Linked DNA regions of Mus musculus: regions 1, 2, 4 and 5 are each linked to region 3. The links are chromatin contacts, called in public promoter capture Hi-C maps. All regions are on one chromosome and are shown on one strand. The core of a region is the stretch at or near the end of the contact, and the rest is flanking DNA. Distances in the headings are between cores, read along the strand shown. Region 1 holds the start of Ppt1 (palmitoyl-protein thioesterase 1). Region 2 overlaps Macf1 (microtubule-actin crosslinking factor 1). Region 3 holds the start of Heyl (hairy/enhancer-of-split related with YRPW motif-like). Region 4 overlaps Ppt1 (palmitoyl-protein thioesterase 1). Region 5 holds the start of Ndufs5 (NADH:ubiquinone oxidoreductase core subunit S5).

The links. Promoter capture Hi-C pulls out the DNA fragments that hold promoters and counts their contacts.
Region 1: a promoter capture Hi-C map of pre-B cells shows a contact between it and region 3. The contact joins the promoter of Ppt1 here to the promoter of Heyl in region 3. A contact is called at or near these places in 1 of 39 promoter capture datasets (pre-B cells) and 1 of 484 Hi-C or Micro-C datasets (pre-B cells).
Region 2: a contact with region 3 is called in a promoter capture Hi-C map of the HPC-7 cell line. The contact joins the enhancer-like site here to the promoter of Heyl in region 3. A contact is called at or near these places in 4 of 39 promoter capture datasets (the HPC-7 cell line, HPC-7-derived erythroid cells, frontonasal cranial neural crest and 1 more), 1 of 484 Hi-C or Micro-C datasets (pre-B cells) and 1 of 115 datasets of contacts at active chromatin or transcription factors (large pre-B cells).
Region 4: a promoter capture Hi-C map of pre-B cells shows a contact between it and region 3. The contact joins the enhancer-like site here to the promoter of Heyl in region 3. A contact is called at or near these places in 2 of 39 promoter capture datasets (cranial neural crest and pre-B cells) and 1 of 484 Hi-C or Micro-C datasets (pre-B cells).
Region 5: a promoter capture Hi-C map of hematopoietic stem and progenitor cells shows a contact between it and region 3. The contact joins the promoter of Ndufs5 here to the promoter of Heyl in region 3. A contact is called at or near these places in 11 of 39 promoter capture datasets (the 3T3-L1 cell line, the C10 cell line, the HPC-7 cell line and 8 more) and 1 of 115 datasets of contacts at active chromatin or transcription factors (large pre-B cells).

Annotation. Positions count from the first base shown.
Region 1 is chr4:122,834,890-122,837,589 of GRCm38.p6, forward strand. Ppt1 (palmitoyl-protein thioesterase 1) reads left to right here and starts at 1,338. Exons shown (of 9, transcript NM_008917.3): 1 at 1,338-1,490. The coding sequence starts at 1,367.
Region 2 is chr4:123,576,653-123,579,352 of GRCm38.p6, forward strand. All of the region lies in intron 1 of Macf1 (microtubule-actin crosslinking factor 1), which reads right to left. Among named protein-coding and RNA genes, the nearest start is that of Gm31156, 26 kb to the left of the region's middle. Within about 2 kb of position 1,254, at least 63 of the 459 cell types and tissues checked have an H3K27ac peak or open chromatin away from gene starts, as enhancers often do. A contact at or near this core is called in the HPC-7 cell line and pre-B cells, where this site is marked.
Region 3 is chr4:123,232,131-123,234,830 of GRCm38.p6, forward strand. It overlaps Heyl (hairy/enhancer-of-split related with YRPW motif-like), which reads left to right and starts at 1,426. Exons shown (of 5, transcript NM_013905.3): 1 at 1,426-1,816. The coding sequence starts at 1,737.
Region 4 is chr4:122,857,936-122,860,635 of GRCm38.p6, forward strand. Ppt1 (palmitoyl-protein thioesterase 1) reads left to right here. Exons shown (of 9, transcript NM_008917.3): 9 at 1-1,240. Cap1 (CAP, adenylate cyclase-associated protein 1 (yeast)) reads right to left here. Exons shown (of 13, transcript NM_001358035.1): 13 at 1,113-2,282. The coding sequence ends at 2,199. Among named protein-coding and RNA genes, the nearest start is that of Ppt1, 23 kb to the left of the region's middle. Within about 2 kb of position 1,371, at least 49 of the 459 cell types and tissues checked have an H3K27ac peak or open chromatin away from gene starts, as enhancers often do. A contact at or near this core is called in pre-B cells, where this site is marked.
Region 5 is chr4:123,716,868-123,719,567 of GRCm38.p6, forward strand. Ndufs5 (NADH:ubiquinone oxidoreductase core subunit S5) reads right to left here and starts at 1,319. Exons shown (of 3, transcript NM_001030274.1): 1 at 1,246-1,319.

The DNA of each region.
Region 1 (2,700 bases), core at 88-2,587, 400 kb before region 3:
TGTTTACATTGTGTGTTTATGAGTCTCTATGGGGACATGTGACTGTCGGTGTATAGAGCTCAGAAGACAGCTTGCACAACTTGTTTTTTTTAACCTCAAGCTATCATAGTTCTCAAGAGGAAAGGATCAGGAATGGCTTAGTGGCCATTGTTTTATCCAGCTGAACAATCTAGCTGGCCCAACGCTTATCAGACTGTGCACTGTATAATGCATCCTAATCCTGTATTTTAATTGGCTTTCCAATTACTAAGTAACTGCTGGTTTCAGTGGGGTGGTACAGAAGGGTTTCATGTGGGTGCACAACCGGTTATTCTTCTAGATTTTTCATATGTCGCTCTCTACAAGACTACTTCATCCTTTATAAAGCCGGTGTCAGAGAGTCCCACTGTACCGTGAATACACCCTATTTAACAGATTCCTTTAAACATTTTTAATGCTTTTTTAGGGGAAAAAATGTTTGACACTGTCATTGAGGTGCCGAGGCTGCACTGAGGGAATCTAGAAAAGATGTGGGAGCATAGACAGGAGCCTCTGGGCTATAATAAACCAGAGTGGAGCTTGGATAGGACGTAGCTATGTTTCCCATCTTCCTAGTACATGAAATACCTGAGAGTCCATGACAGCCTGGAAGTCTTATTACATCTTTAATAAGATACTTTTTTCCCTCTTCAGGAGTCCAAACTTCCTCCTCCCTAATTACATCTTTAGCTTTTGAAACCCCATCTTAGCTTTACGATCCAAACCAAACCTCACCATGATATAACTTGCCCTGGATGAAAATCAAGTCTCCCTTCCCCAGTCCCGACACTGAGCCTTTTCTTCCAAGGGCTATAAGTACTATGGCACTGTGCTGAAGAGTTTTCTGCCTCCGCCTCCGAGGACCTTACCTAATTTCTCACACATGTGCTAAAATAAAAACAGTCTCCTAGGGGGAAAGCACCTGCAGCCAAGCCTGATGGATGACCTCAGTTCAATCCCTCTGACCGCTCCTGCAAGCGGTTCTCTGGCCTCCACACATGCGCTGTAGAACGCGAGCCGTACACATATGAAACGCCCACACATAGAATTAAAATTACGTGCAAATGACATAATTGTTAGCGAATAAACAGCTCTTTTCTGCTAATACACAGCTGAAAGAGAAGGCAAAGTTCCGTAGGGGGAAGGGGGAATTGTCACCTAGGCGTCCTTGGGTGTAAAATGAGAGCAGTGCATAAGATCAATTAAAAGATGGAAAGCCCTTATATAGTAGAGTCTGGTGGGTGTTAAGCAATGAATAAACGTCTCTGTCAGGATGCAGAGCCCGGCAGGGGGCGTGGCCACCGGAATTACTTTGGTCCACAGTCCCCGCGGTCATGTGATTGCTAAGATGGCGTCGTCCTGTTCGCGGAGGCTGCTAGCTGCCGCTCTGCTGCCTTGGTGCTGCGCCGCCTGGGCCCTGGGGCATCTGGACCCACCTTCACCACCACCGCTGGTGATCTGGCATGGGATGGGTGAGTGGGCGTGGACGGGGGCATCCTTTTCCCCCCTCGGTTCTTAAATCTGGAAAGACGATAGGGATTCCACAGCACCCGCCTAGTCCAAGGTTTTCGGATTTGTTGCTCTGCACGGAAGGGACGACAACCAGGTGTCTTTAGTGAGTGCTCAGTGAGTATTGTGCACGGCTTGGTTTATGCTTTGTTAAAATCCTGGCAGCAGTAGCATCAGCCTGCAGTATCTCACAGTCAGTCCAGCCTGCCCCTGCAGAGCTGGACTGCACACTCAGGCTTTCATTCCTTCACATCTGAATAGAGATCTACCAGGGGCCTTCATGTCCTTTATACAGTTACCTCAGAGCACCTGCTATACCTGAGCATGAAGCATTCTCATCTTTCTGGAACTTGCTGTCCAGTGGGGGAAACGTATTATAAGGAAATACGGGAAACTTGTCAAATGGCCAGGAGTGCAGTGAAAACAGAAGATAGAGCCTCAGGTGTGAGCTTGTGCTTCTACGGAGCAAGTTAGAACAGGAAACGGGATTCACCCAAGAGTGACAACTGAGTAGAGCTTAAGAGGATGCAGCACCATGGAGGGAGCAACTGGCCAGATCCTCCCTCCCGCCCCACCCCCCCGGAGCTCCCAGGGATTGGACCACCAACTAAAGAGTACACATGGAGGGACCCATGGCTCCAGCTGCCTATGTGGCAGAGGATGGACTTGGACATCAGTAGGAGGAGAGGCCCTTGAACCTGAGAATGTTCGATGCCCCAGTGTAGGGGAATGCCAGGGAGGGAAGACAGGAGTGGGTGGGTGGGGAACACCCTCATAGAGTCAGGGGGAGGGGGGATTGGATAGGGGGGTTCCGATGGGGAGACCTGGAAAGGGGAAAACATTTAAATGTAAATAAAGAAAATATCCAATAAAAAAAATAAAAGAAGGAAAAAAGAGAAGAAAAAAAGGAGGACGAGGGAAGATGCCATAGGGACATGTGGTCACAGGAGCAGCAGGTGCAAAGGCCCTGAGCTTGGCAGACTAGCATGCAGAGCAGTGTAGCAGGAGCAGCGGGAGCAAGGGAATAAGAGGGTGGACAAGTATGCTGGGGCTTTTAAGATTAGTGTAAGGACTTGGAATTTCACTAGGAACTTGTGAGGTGGTAGAATTTACATTTGTAAAGAACTGTTCTAAGCCCTTTGTGCTAGCTAGCAACTGTAAAGAGCTAGTTTA
Region 2 (2,700 bases), core at 4-2,503, 340 kb after region 3:
AGAACTGACTCAAGTCAGTGGAGGTCACTAAGTTCTTTACCGAGTGTAGTGTTGCTGTGGTGGAGGAATATCTGATCAGAATAAATCAAGAACAAAGAGAAAGAGAAGAAATCAATGACATGTGAATGATCCTTTTCAGGAATCCTGGAGTAAGAGGGACCAGGTACCAAAAACCAGTTCTGCTTAGCATATGAAATGCAATGAAATGTAACATAACAGTGCTTGTTAAAGGAGTAAACAGTGAAGAATAAAAATCAATGGCACAGTTCAGTGAAACATTTTTTATATAAAACAGAACAGTTCAGTCATTCAATTAAAAAATAAGGATTCCCTTGTGAAATAGTGCTTCATTCACTCAATTAAACAAACAAACAAAACAAAAAACCCAGCCTTCTGAAAGATGCCCTAGGTACAAAGATAACTGTGACACTCTCCACAGTGGAGAAGCAAGCAGAGAAGCTTCTGGGCTATAATGTTCAAAGATGAAATTACCTGGAAGAAAATATAACAATTTTTATGCAACTACTATAAGCAATTTCAAGACCAGGTATGGCGGCACACACCTTTAATCCCAGCACAGGCAAGCAGTTCTCTCTAAGTCCAAAAGTAACCTGGTCAATATAGTAGAGTGTCAGGCCAGCCAGGGATAAGAGGAGAATCTATCTCAAAACAACAACAAAAATACCCTCATATGTTATTCATTTAATCTGTATAAATATCCCTGAAAGGATATGATTATCCTTAGATATATCGCTTTTCTACATACCCCAGGTAGATATCCTTATCTGCAGCCTTTTCAAGTGTGTGTGTGTGTGTATGTATGTATGTATGTATGTATGTATGTATGTATGTATGTGTATTTGTGAAGGCAAAAAGAATGAGAAGGGAGCTGTCTTGGTGAAAATACAATTGATGTTTCACTTGGTGAAACAGAGATCTGTGTTCTGTCACTTACAGGAAGTGGTTAGAGGCTGGCAGAAGGGAGAGGCTGTTTTCTTTTTAGAGATCACTTATTATACACAGAACAGGCTACTTAAAGTCACACACATTTACCCGCAGATTATTCCTTGCTAGCAGCAAATGGACACAACCCTAAACCACCAAAGCTACCTTGTAGAAGAAAGATTAGAACTCTGTTAACACTGCAGATCTGCTTCTTTGCAATTACTTCACTCTCAGGAATTTAAGACAGTCTCCCCCAACCATTACCACAAGAAATCTCAATACTACTCAATACCCCAGAATCTCTTTCATGTATGCCAACAGGGTCAAAGCAAGTCAGTAAGAAGCTATGCTCTATGTTTTACACGGTCTCAAAGCATCCAATGACAGCAAACAAAGACTAAAGTTTTAAGACCTAAACTAAAAGATCAAATTCACACCCACACATCTATACCCAAATATATTTGCAACCATAAATTTAGAAGAAGGGAAAGCATATTATAGATGGGATCTGAAGTCTTAAGTTGCTGAAACTGTCAGGATCCAGACAAAGCTTGTCCCTGAAACTCTCTTGCCCTACATTCTCCCGTGAGTACTTAGTTAGCATCTGTCAAAGGGCAGAGGACGTGATCTTCATGTCAGTGAATTATGAGACTCCAAGACTGCTTCTGTGATACTGAGACAATGATAAACATGCAAAGTCCTAGACTGTCTATGAATATTCCACATACTCAAGTGTTCACTGAATATAAGTAAATTTTTTCCTGTTTCTTATCAGCAAACCTGAGGCATTATCATTATCATAGTCAAATGGGCATATGTTCCCATCTAGAATATCATCTATAAAACATATTGTGCCTATGAGCAATGTATTCAACTTAAGGAAACCTCCATTTCCTTATTTGTAAATGTTGATAACAGAACATGCCTTACTAAAGTTATACGAAGAAGTAAATGATTTAATGCACTTAAATAAATGCTTAATACATACCCATTAGTGGCTATTGTTGTCATAATTCAGACTGTATGACACCTTGGCAAACTGGTTGCTGATCTATCACTTGGATACCCTAGCCTAACCTAACCTAATCTATCTAATCCCTGTCTCTCACCCACCAATCCTGCCCTTATTCACTATAAGATTAACCTCTTTGGTACACAAAAAAATGACTAGTACATTTTAAATGTTCCATGTATCCTTATTTGTAATTTTTAAAGGGTTTATTTACTTTGATTTTTATGTGTTTTGAGTGTTTTATTTTTGTATGCAGTGCCTGTGGAAGCCAGAAACGGGCACTGGATCCCCTGGAATGAGATTACAAAAAGGGTGTCAGTTGCCATATGTGTACTGACTCAAGTCCTTTGCATGAGCAGTCAGCACTTTTAACCACTGCACATGAAACTGATTTCTTTTTTTTTTTTTTTTAAGATTTAATGTATATGAGAGCCCTGTCTGCATGAATGCCTGCAGGCAAAAAGAGGGCATTCCATTATACATGGTAGTAAGATACCATGTGTTTGCTGAGAATTGAACTCAGGACCTCTGGAAGCTTTCTATTAGCCATCATTTTTTTATATTTATTTATTGATTATATGTAAGTACACTGTAGCTGTCTTCAGACACTCCAGAAGAGGGAGTCAGATCTTGTTACGAATGGTTGTGAGCCACCATGTGGTTGCTGGGATTTGAACTCCAGACCTTCGGAAGAGCAGTCGGGTGCTCTTACCCACTGAGCCATTTCACCAGCCCCTCTATTA
Region 3 (2,700 bases), core at 176-2,675:
CAAAGCTTTAAAGGCCGTCCATTACCTAATGACTTCCAAACTTAAATCTCTTTGCCGAACCCCATAGTCCCTATTTAACTGTGCAGTGTATTTTGAGGACCTGGGACGTCTCTCGAGAACATGCCTACCTCAGAGCCCTTACCTTCCCCTGCAAATCTGCCAGCCCTTTCTCTCTCAGCCAATCACATAGAGCAAACAAGTATCTGCCTTTCTAGGAAATGCCTAGTGCACACATTGGGCACTCTTCACACTGGTTGAGGTTCTCACTGTTTTGGCAGGTGCCCACAGAAATTATGTGAGTGCTGAGGGCATTTGGAACAGGAGAATTGGTGCTTGCGGCTGCGGTGGCCAGCAGAGTTTCCTGATGGCGACCGTTCATGCCAGTCCTATCTGGTCATCTATGAGCATGATAAGTTTCTGTGCTTGGCCAAGTGGTTACGTGTGGGTCTGAGTGGCAAGAGGCCTGTTCTTTCCCATCAGGAAGTATCTGCAAGCAGAGCTGACTATGGTGAAAGTGTGTGTAGTCAGCTTCAGGTGACCAACCCCACTTCCCTACACCAAAAGCTGGCTTTCTTTTGTGCCTGTCCCAGTGAGCAGAACAAAGGGAGAGGACTCCTCTGGTGCCCTGCCCACCACACCCACCTCCACCATCTCCCTGCCGCCCCTGCAAGAAGTTTGCTCTCCTCCCTCAGCTTCCCTCTGCACTTCTCTGCGTACGATGACCTGGGAGGATGGCAGCTGAATCTCTAGGCACAAGGACAGGAACTCTCACTGACTAAATAGTTGTCTGTGGTCAGACAGGCTCCCCCAGAAAGAGAAGCCGAAGGCTCCTTTCCTCTCTTCCTCTCCCTGGTGCCTGCCAGGACAGCTGTCATTAAATGAACTGGGGTGACTCCCAGGGATACCCCACCAACCACCACACCCTACCTACCTTCTCCATTCCTGTGCTCCCTCCCACAAGTCAGAAGCTCAAAGATCTTGGCCACTGTAAAGTCAGCACTTGGGATGCAGAGGCAGGAGGGTCAGGGATCAGTAGTTCAAGGTCATCTTCTGCTACACATCAAGTTCAATGCCACTTTGGGTTCTATGACCCTGTCTCCCCTCCTCCAGCCTTCTCAGCTGGCAAGCAGCAGCCACCCCTTTGGGGGTTCACCAAAGGACTTCGAAGTTCTGAGCATCCCACAGTGCACGTAGCTTCCCCAATACACACACACACACACACACACACCACAAACTTTGGTCCCCTATAGAAGGAGTGACTGAAGAATTACTTCCAAGGGGTCACAGGCACCCCCAGTAACCTTTCCAAACCTATCTGCCCTCCCTGCATGCCCTGGAGCAGGAAGGTACAGGTCTGACCCTTATAAAAAGCTGAGGCACTGCAAAGCGAAGTCTGTCGCACAGAACTAGGGACAGATCCGGATTCTCTGGGCTTCCCCGTGGGGCCTCCCAGGGCACCTGCCCAAGGCCACCCAGAGCGCCAGCCCAGGCAGCGCCGGTGGAGCGGAGCCGGACCTCCCAGCGGCCGATGGGGGCGGTGACCGCCCGGGGCCTTCCCACGGTTCGGTGGCGCGTCACCGCGGGGGCGAGGGGGCGCCGGGGCGCCCCGGGCTGCGGTGCAGGAAAGGGCCCTGGGAAAGGGCGGCGTCGGCTCCCGGGCCGGGGCGGGGCTGAGGCGGGGCCCAACAACCAACTCCAGGGATCGCAGGGCTGGGACCCCGCAGCCAGCTTTCGGCATGAAGCGGCCCAGGGCGCCCAGTGGCTCCGACGGCGAGTCTGATGGACCCATCGATGTGGGTCAAGAGAACGATCTTAGGTAAGACAGGGTGGAGCGAGGGCCGTCCGGGGGTGAGAAAGTCCAGCACACTCAAGTTTGTGCGCAGCCCTCAGGTGTCAGCCAAGATGCGGGGGCGTGTGCAGCGACTCCAGTGCGTCCATAGCACCAATGCGGCAGATTCCTGAGTACCCTGAACCATAACACCCTGAACCAACTATGGTTCAGGGAGCTGGGATGGGAGGACAGTTCAGCTGGAGGATATTCTGTCGTTTGGCTACCCCCAGGGACGCCCCTGAGAAGTTTTCCTGCAGACCTAGGAAACCTTCATAGATGTAGATACCGCATTCCATTGCCCATAGTTTGTCTACTATGAAGACTTCTGTACTTTTCCAATTTCACTCTTCTTTGGGAACAGTTTTCACATAGTACACAAAAGGACTGGGGGCTGTGTCCTTTTCGCTTTGAGCATACTGGGATTTGTGTTTAGGTACTGAGGGAAATAATAGCCAACTTGCAAAAGCCTAGACTCCAATCTTCAGCACCCCTTCCACCAAACCACCAAGCCGCCAATGCAGTTTCTTTTTTGTTAAATAATCTAACTTCTAACCTGTGGAACAAACTGAACTTGTACAATCCTTGCTACCTATCAGCTCGGTGACTCCATAAGCTTCAGTTTTCTGGTCTATAAAATGGGTATACATGATGAAGCTAGCTTCATAGCGGGTGTAGACATCAAACGGAAGAATGTCAAGGCCTTAGCAGTAGTTCATGGTGAGTGCTTAGTGGTGTCAGGCTCTAAGTCTCCAGGCCTTGCCACCCAGCCCACAACCGCCACCAACTCACCTTAGAGCTTTTCCTTTCCTTCCCTTTCTTCTTTCCATTCTTCCTCCCCCTCCTCTTCTTCCTTCTTCCTTTTTCTTCAT
Region 4 (2,700 bases), core at 121-2,620, 370 kb before region 3:
CCTAAAAGAGACAGAAGTGAAAAAGAGACAAGCTCTGAGGGCAAAACCCATACAAATTTGGAGCAAATAAAAGCCCAGGTCTGAGATGTTCACACAAGCAATTTCTCTGCACTGCTGTGTGGGCCGTGCATGATGTTTCCCCATCATTTCTTAAGACTGTTTTCCTGTGTAAGTGTTGCCCTCTAGAGGTACCTAGCAGTCACCCCACAAGCCTACCATCACGTCCCCTTCAGAGCTCACCTTGTATCCTTAATCCTCAGTAACAGAATTAGTCACACAGGGGGGAACTGCCAGCAGGGTTGCTTAGGAAAGGAAATGGACCTTCTCTTCTCTTCTCTTCTTTGAGACAGGGTTTCACTCACTTTGTAACCCTAGCTGGCCTGGAATTCACTATGTAGAGCAGACTGGTCTTGAACTCACAGTCACAGAGATCACCTGCCCCCTCTGCCTTTCAAGTACAGGGATTAAAGGCATGCATCACCACAGCCTACAGCAATGTGTGTCTTATATACTATGAGATAGTGAGGGAGTATAGAAGTGAAAACCAGGTGTCTGTTCTTGCCCTTAATATTATAAGTGGCATAAATGTCACACCATTGCAAAGAACGGGAGAAATAGTCTAAAAAGGTGGGGCTTTGGCATTCCTACCCTACATCCTATTTACCAGCATACATCAAACTGCTGCTGATTTGATTCCTCAAGAAAATGATTGGGGAATATTGTAGACTTCTTTTCCCTCCTATTAAACAGATGATAACTTTGATTGTTAAAGAAGAAACCACCCTGATCCCCCATTTCCTACAGTTGAGCATGGACTCCCTAGTGCCCATGCTGAGATCTCAGCATGTTCTAGATGGGTCCTCTAGAGCACGGGTTTGGAGAAATGACTGTTTTCATGAAAGCACCATTAGCACCACAGAATTCACCCACTGCCTGTTTTTCCTTTTCCTTTCTCAAACCTACTCAAATAAAAGGATGAGGGTTAAGGGCAGGAAGTGGGAGGATCTAAAAATAGTTTTGAGATTGTCTTTAAAAATAATAAAGAGTAGTTTCTTATACTTGGTATCATTTTCAGTATTTTCACATCTCTGTACTGAAAACATCAGGTGAATAACTAAACAAGTTTGGTATTAACTTTATTCTATTTTCTGTATAATTTTAAGTACATAAAGGTTTATTTCCACAGGCCTCAGGTAATGGGCAGAAGTCACAGGACAATCTTTCTTCCTCTTTTCCCACCAAAAAAAAAAAAAAAAAAAAAAAAAAATAGGAAAGGAAAGGTTGCATATTTTGGTCAGTGTGTCCTAGAGGGAGCACTGGGATTTTGCAATGCTGTGCAAGATTCTGATGTAAGTCGAGACCTAAACAGCCGCCGTGGAGGTCATAGTCCTAGTCAGGTTCCTGCGCAGAGGCCCTAAGCTGCCGAGTGACAAGCAGAAGGGTGAGTGGAGGCAATGACAGTCATCTGGCAGGGAGGAGGAACGCCAGACTCCTTGGAATGCTGTGGTGGTTTTCTTTAAAGTTGTTCCCCATGGGAATCAAGGCAGTCATCCCAGGGGGTGGGGGGAAAGGGTTTAAGACTTCCTTCCTCAGAAAAGGACACTGCTACTGTACTGCAGCTGCAAGGGAATGCCTGCTATGTTGTGGTTGATGCTGACCCAGGATGGAATGCAGATGAAGGATGCTTTTAGGAAACAAGTCTGCTTGGAATGCTGGGTGGCAATCCTTAGCTTTTGGTCGAGTGGAAGCCTGGCCTCACTTGTCAACAATGAAAACTAGGTTGGTTAGAACCTAATAGACTCCCTGGCTCCTGCCCCCCATGCTCACTGTTAGGAGAATAGTGTGCATTCTGATGTTTGGTTCCAGGGTGTTGTGAACCCTCAGGGACTGATTGTTGGTAGAATGACCCCCAAAGCTGAAAGCTTCGGTGCCCCAGTCTGGGCCTGAAGCTCTGTAAGCTCAGCCTGTGGTGCAGCTGCGCTGATGCCGAGAAGCTGCACCTTCCGGTGAAGATCCACTGACCTGCTGTCCCGCCCGTCTCAGCCTGAGGTATATTTCAGTGAAGGCAGGTAGCTGGGCTTCTCAGAGCAGAGAAGCAGTTTAAGAGCAGAAAGGTAGAGGAAATCTAGAAAAGAACCGTCTCCATACAGATGTATCCCATGGTGTGAAGGGAGAGGGCACAGGACCCATGTATTTGCTTATCCAGCGATTTCTGTCACTGTGGTGACCAACTTCTGTCCGTTCCACAGGGTCTTGAACTGCTCGGGGACTGGGAACTCGTTCTGCAAAAAGGAAGTAACAGGATGATGGGGCTGGAGAGATGACTCAGTGGTTAAGATCACTGACTGCTCTTCCTGAGTTCAATTCTCAGCAACCACATGGTAGCTCACAACCATCTGTAATGGGATCTGATGCCCTCTTCTGGTGTGTCTGAAGAGAGTGACGGTGTACTCACATATGAAATTCCTAGCCAAATGGATGGACCTGGAGGGCATCATCCTGAGTGAGGTAACCCATTCACAAAGGAACTCACACAGTATGTACTCACTGGTAAGTGGATATTAGCCCAAAACTTAGGATACCCAAGATATAAGATATAATCTGCTAAACGCATGAAACTCAAGAAGAATGAAGACCAAAGTGTGGACACTGTGCCCCTTCTTAGAATTGGGAACAAAACACCCATGGAAGGAGTTACAG
Region 5 (2,700 bases), core at 69-2,568, 480 kb after region 3:
ACATGACTTTAATCCCAGCACTTGGGAGACAGAGGCAGGCAGATCTCTGAGTTCGAGGCCAGCCTGGTCTACAAAGTGAGTTCCAGGACAGCCAGGGCTACACAGAGAAACCCTGTCTCGAACCCCCCCCCCCAAAAGTACTTCGTCCATTACTGTAACAGTCTATTTACTTCTATGTTTTTCCTACTGCTTTTGTTTTGAGAGCAAAATCGAGCAGATGCTAGTTAACTGCTAAAAATAAATGAACAAGTCAAATTAAAATTTTGTAAAAAAATAAAAAAAATCAGGAAATCTCAAACAACTTACACGTACAACTATAAAGCAGTGGATAGATTCTGGTGCTCAGTAGAATATGACATACATTAAGCAAAAAGAACATATGGAAAATACATAGTAAAGTTGACATAGAACAAAATAATCCCAAACGACAAATGTGCTTAAGAATGGAAAGCAAGCGCAGCACCCACATCAAAACCATCCTGTACGCGGACATTTAGGTGAATTTAATTTATAAAGCTCCCTCCCATTCTTTTAGTCATTTACTGTGTATGTCAGAGGCAAATGGGGGAAACGGCTCATCATAAGCACTGGAGACCCACACTGGGAACCTGAGTAAGAATTCGGGGGAGGAAGCCATTGGGAGAATAGAAAAAGTCCCAGAGGAGGATCTACATCGCTCTCTCTCTCGCTCTCTCTCTCTCTCTCTCTCTCTCTCTCTCTCTCTCTCTCTCTCACACACACACACACACACACACACACACACACACACACACACACAAACATAGACAACAGAAGTTATGACAATGAGGACGGACAGAGGCTCTGGAGCGGCTGCTGAGCCAAGTGCACAACAGGAAGAAAGTAGAGGGCTCTGGGGACCAAAATCAGGATGTGGTGCACGCCTTTAATCTCAACACTTGGAAGACAGAGGCAGATGCTTCTCTGTGAGTTCAAGGCCAGCTTGGTCTACAGAGTGAATTCCAGCCTACACAGAGAAACCCTGTCTCAAAACAAAAACAAAAAGGAGCGGGATGTCAGGGTAGGAAGGAGGCCAAGGCAGGAGTCCGGCAGACGGTGGATTTGCTCCGGAGGGCCGGGGGTGGGGGTGACGACCTAGTTACGGGGTGAAGGGAAGGCAGGAGGACACGCCCAGACCTGGGCCACCCACAGAGAGAGGAAATGTGTCAAGGAGCTAATCCTGAACGAAACTTCTTGGCTGTGCGGACACAGCAGCGCCTACCGCACCTCTGCAGTGCCCTTGTCAGGTCCCTGGTGCAATTCCCGACCGCCGGCTGCGGGAGGACGCAGACGCCTGCCGTAAAGGACGCCCGCAGCACGACATCTCCAGAGCGACGCCGTAAATCAACCACCGGCCGAGGAACTGTAGAAACCAAGCACAGCGGGTCTGCGCCTGCGCAGCAAGCAGCCCAGCCTCCAGACGCTGACAGCTGATAAACCGACTTTCCCCATACTACTGCGCCCGGTAGTGAGTTCTCCCTTTCAGCACTGTCGTGACCGTTGATTGTTGTGCTACTTGAGCAAGGTCACACTCGAGAAAGAGTAGTGCTTCCCTCACCCCAAGGAAATGTGGTGATTAAAGCTCGTGTGCCGTGACCCCAAAACTTGTGTGACTGTTTCCCAGTTTCACGGTGGCAGTTTCCCTTTTTGGTAATAAACATAATAGCCGGGCTGGAGAGACAGCTCAGAGGTTAAGAGCATTTGTTGATCTGGGAGAGGTCCTCGGTTTAACTCTAGATTCAGGGGACCCAACATAGTTCTTCTAACCTCAGCAATACCAGGAGCACACACATGGTGCACATACATGAAGACAAAACTCTCGCACATAAAGTAAATCTTAAAAGAAAGATAATAGTGCCTAACGTGGTGGCTCAGGCCTTTAAATCACAGAAATTAAGAAACGGAAACAGGTGGATGTCTATGAGTTCTAGGCCAACTAAGGCTACATAGTGAGATCTTGTTACAAACAAACAGCTATAGAGTTACTATAGGGACTTCTTTATACTGTGACATGATGAAAACGTTCTTTGATGTATTAGCTGACATTTGCACCAAAGCAATCAGAAAGCTGAGACAGGAGGATGTATCCTCTTGAGTTCAAGGCTGGCCTGGCCTATAAGACAGATGCTGTGCCTGCGAATGAACAGTTTCTGGAGAAAATTCCCGAAGTCCATGTGGTGGGTTCAATAGGAATGGCCCCCATAGATTCACGTGTGTGAATGCTTGCCTCATAGGCAGTGGCACTATTAGGAAGGGTGGCCTTGTGAGAGTATGTGTGGCTTTGTTGGAGAAAGTGTGTCACTTTTGGGGAGGGATTTGAGGTCTCCTATGCTCAAGTCAAGCCTAGTGTGGATTAGTCTCCTTTTGCTGCCTGTTGATCAAGATGTAGAAATCTCAGTTCCTTCTCCAACACCATGCCTTCCTGCATGCTGCCATGCTTCCTGCCATGATGATAGTGGACTAACCTCTGAAACTGTAAGCCAGCCCCAATTAAATGGTTGCCATGGTCACAAGTCTTTTTACAGCAATAGAAACCCTAGTAAGAGAGTCCACAATTTATTAATTTCATTCAATCACTCCAACTTGCTCCACTCACCCCCTTCCATCGGCTGGATGTCCCATATGAAACTGGTTTCAGTTCAATTAAAGTTTTCTGAGCACTCAGCCTGTGTCCAGTCAAAT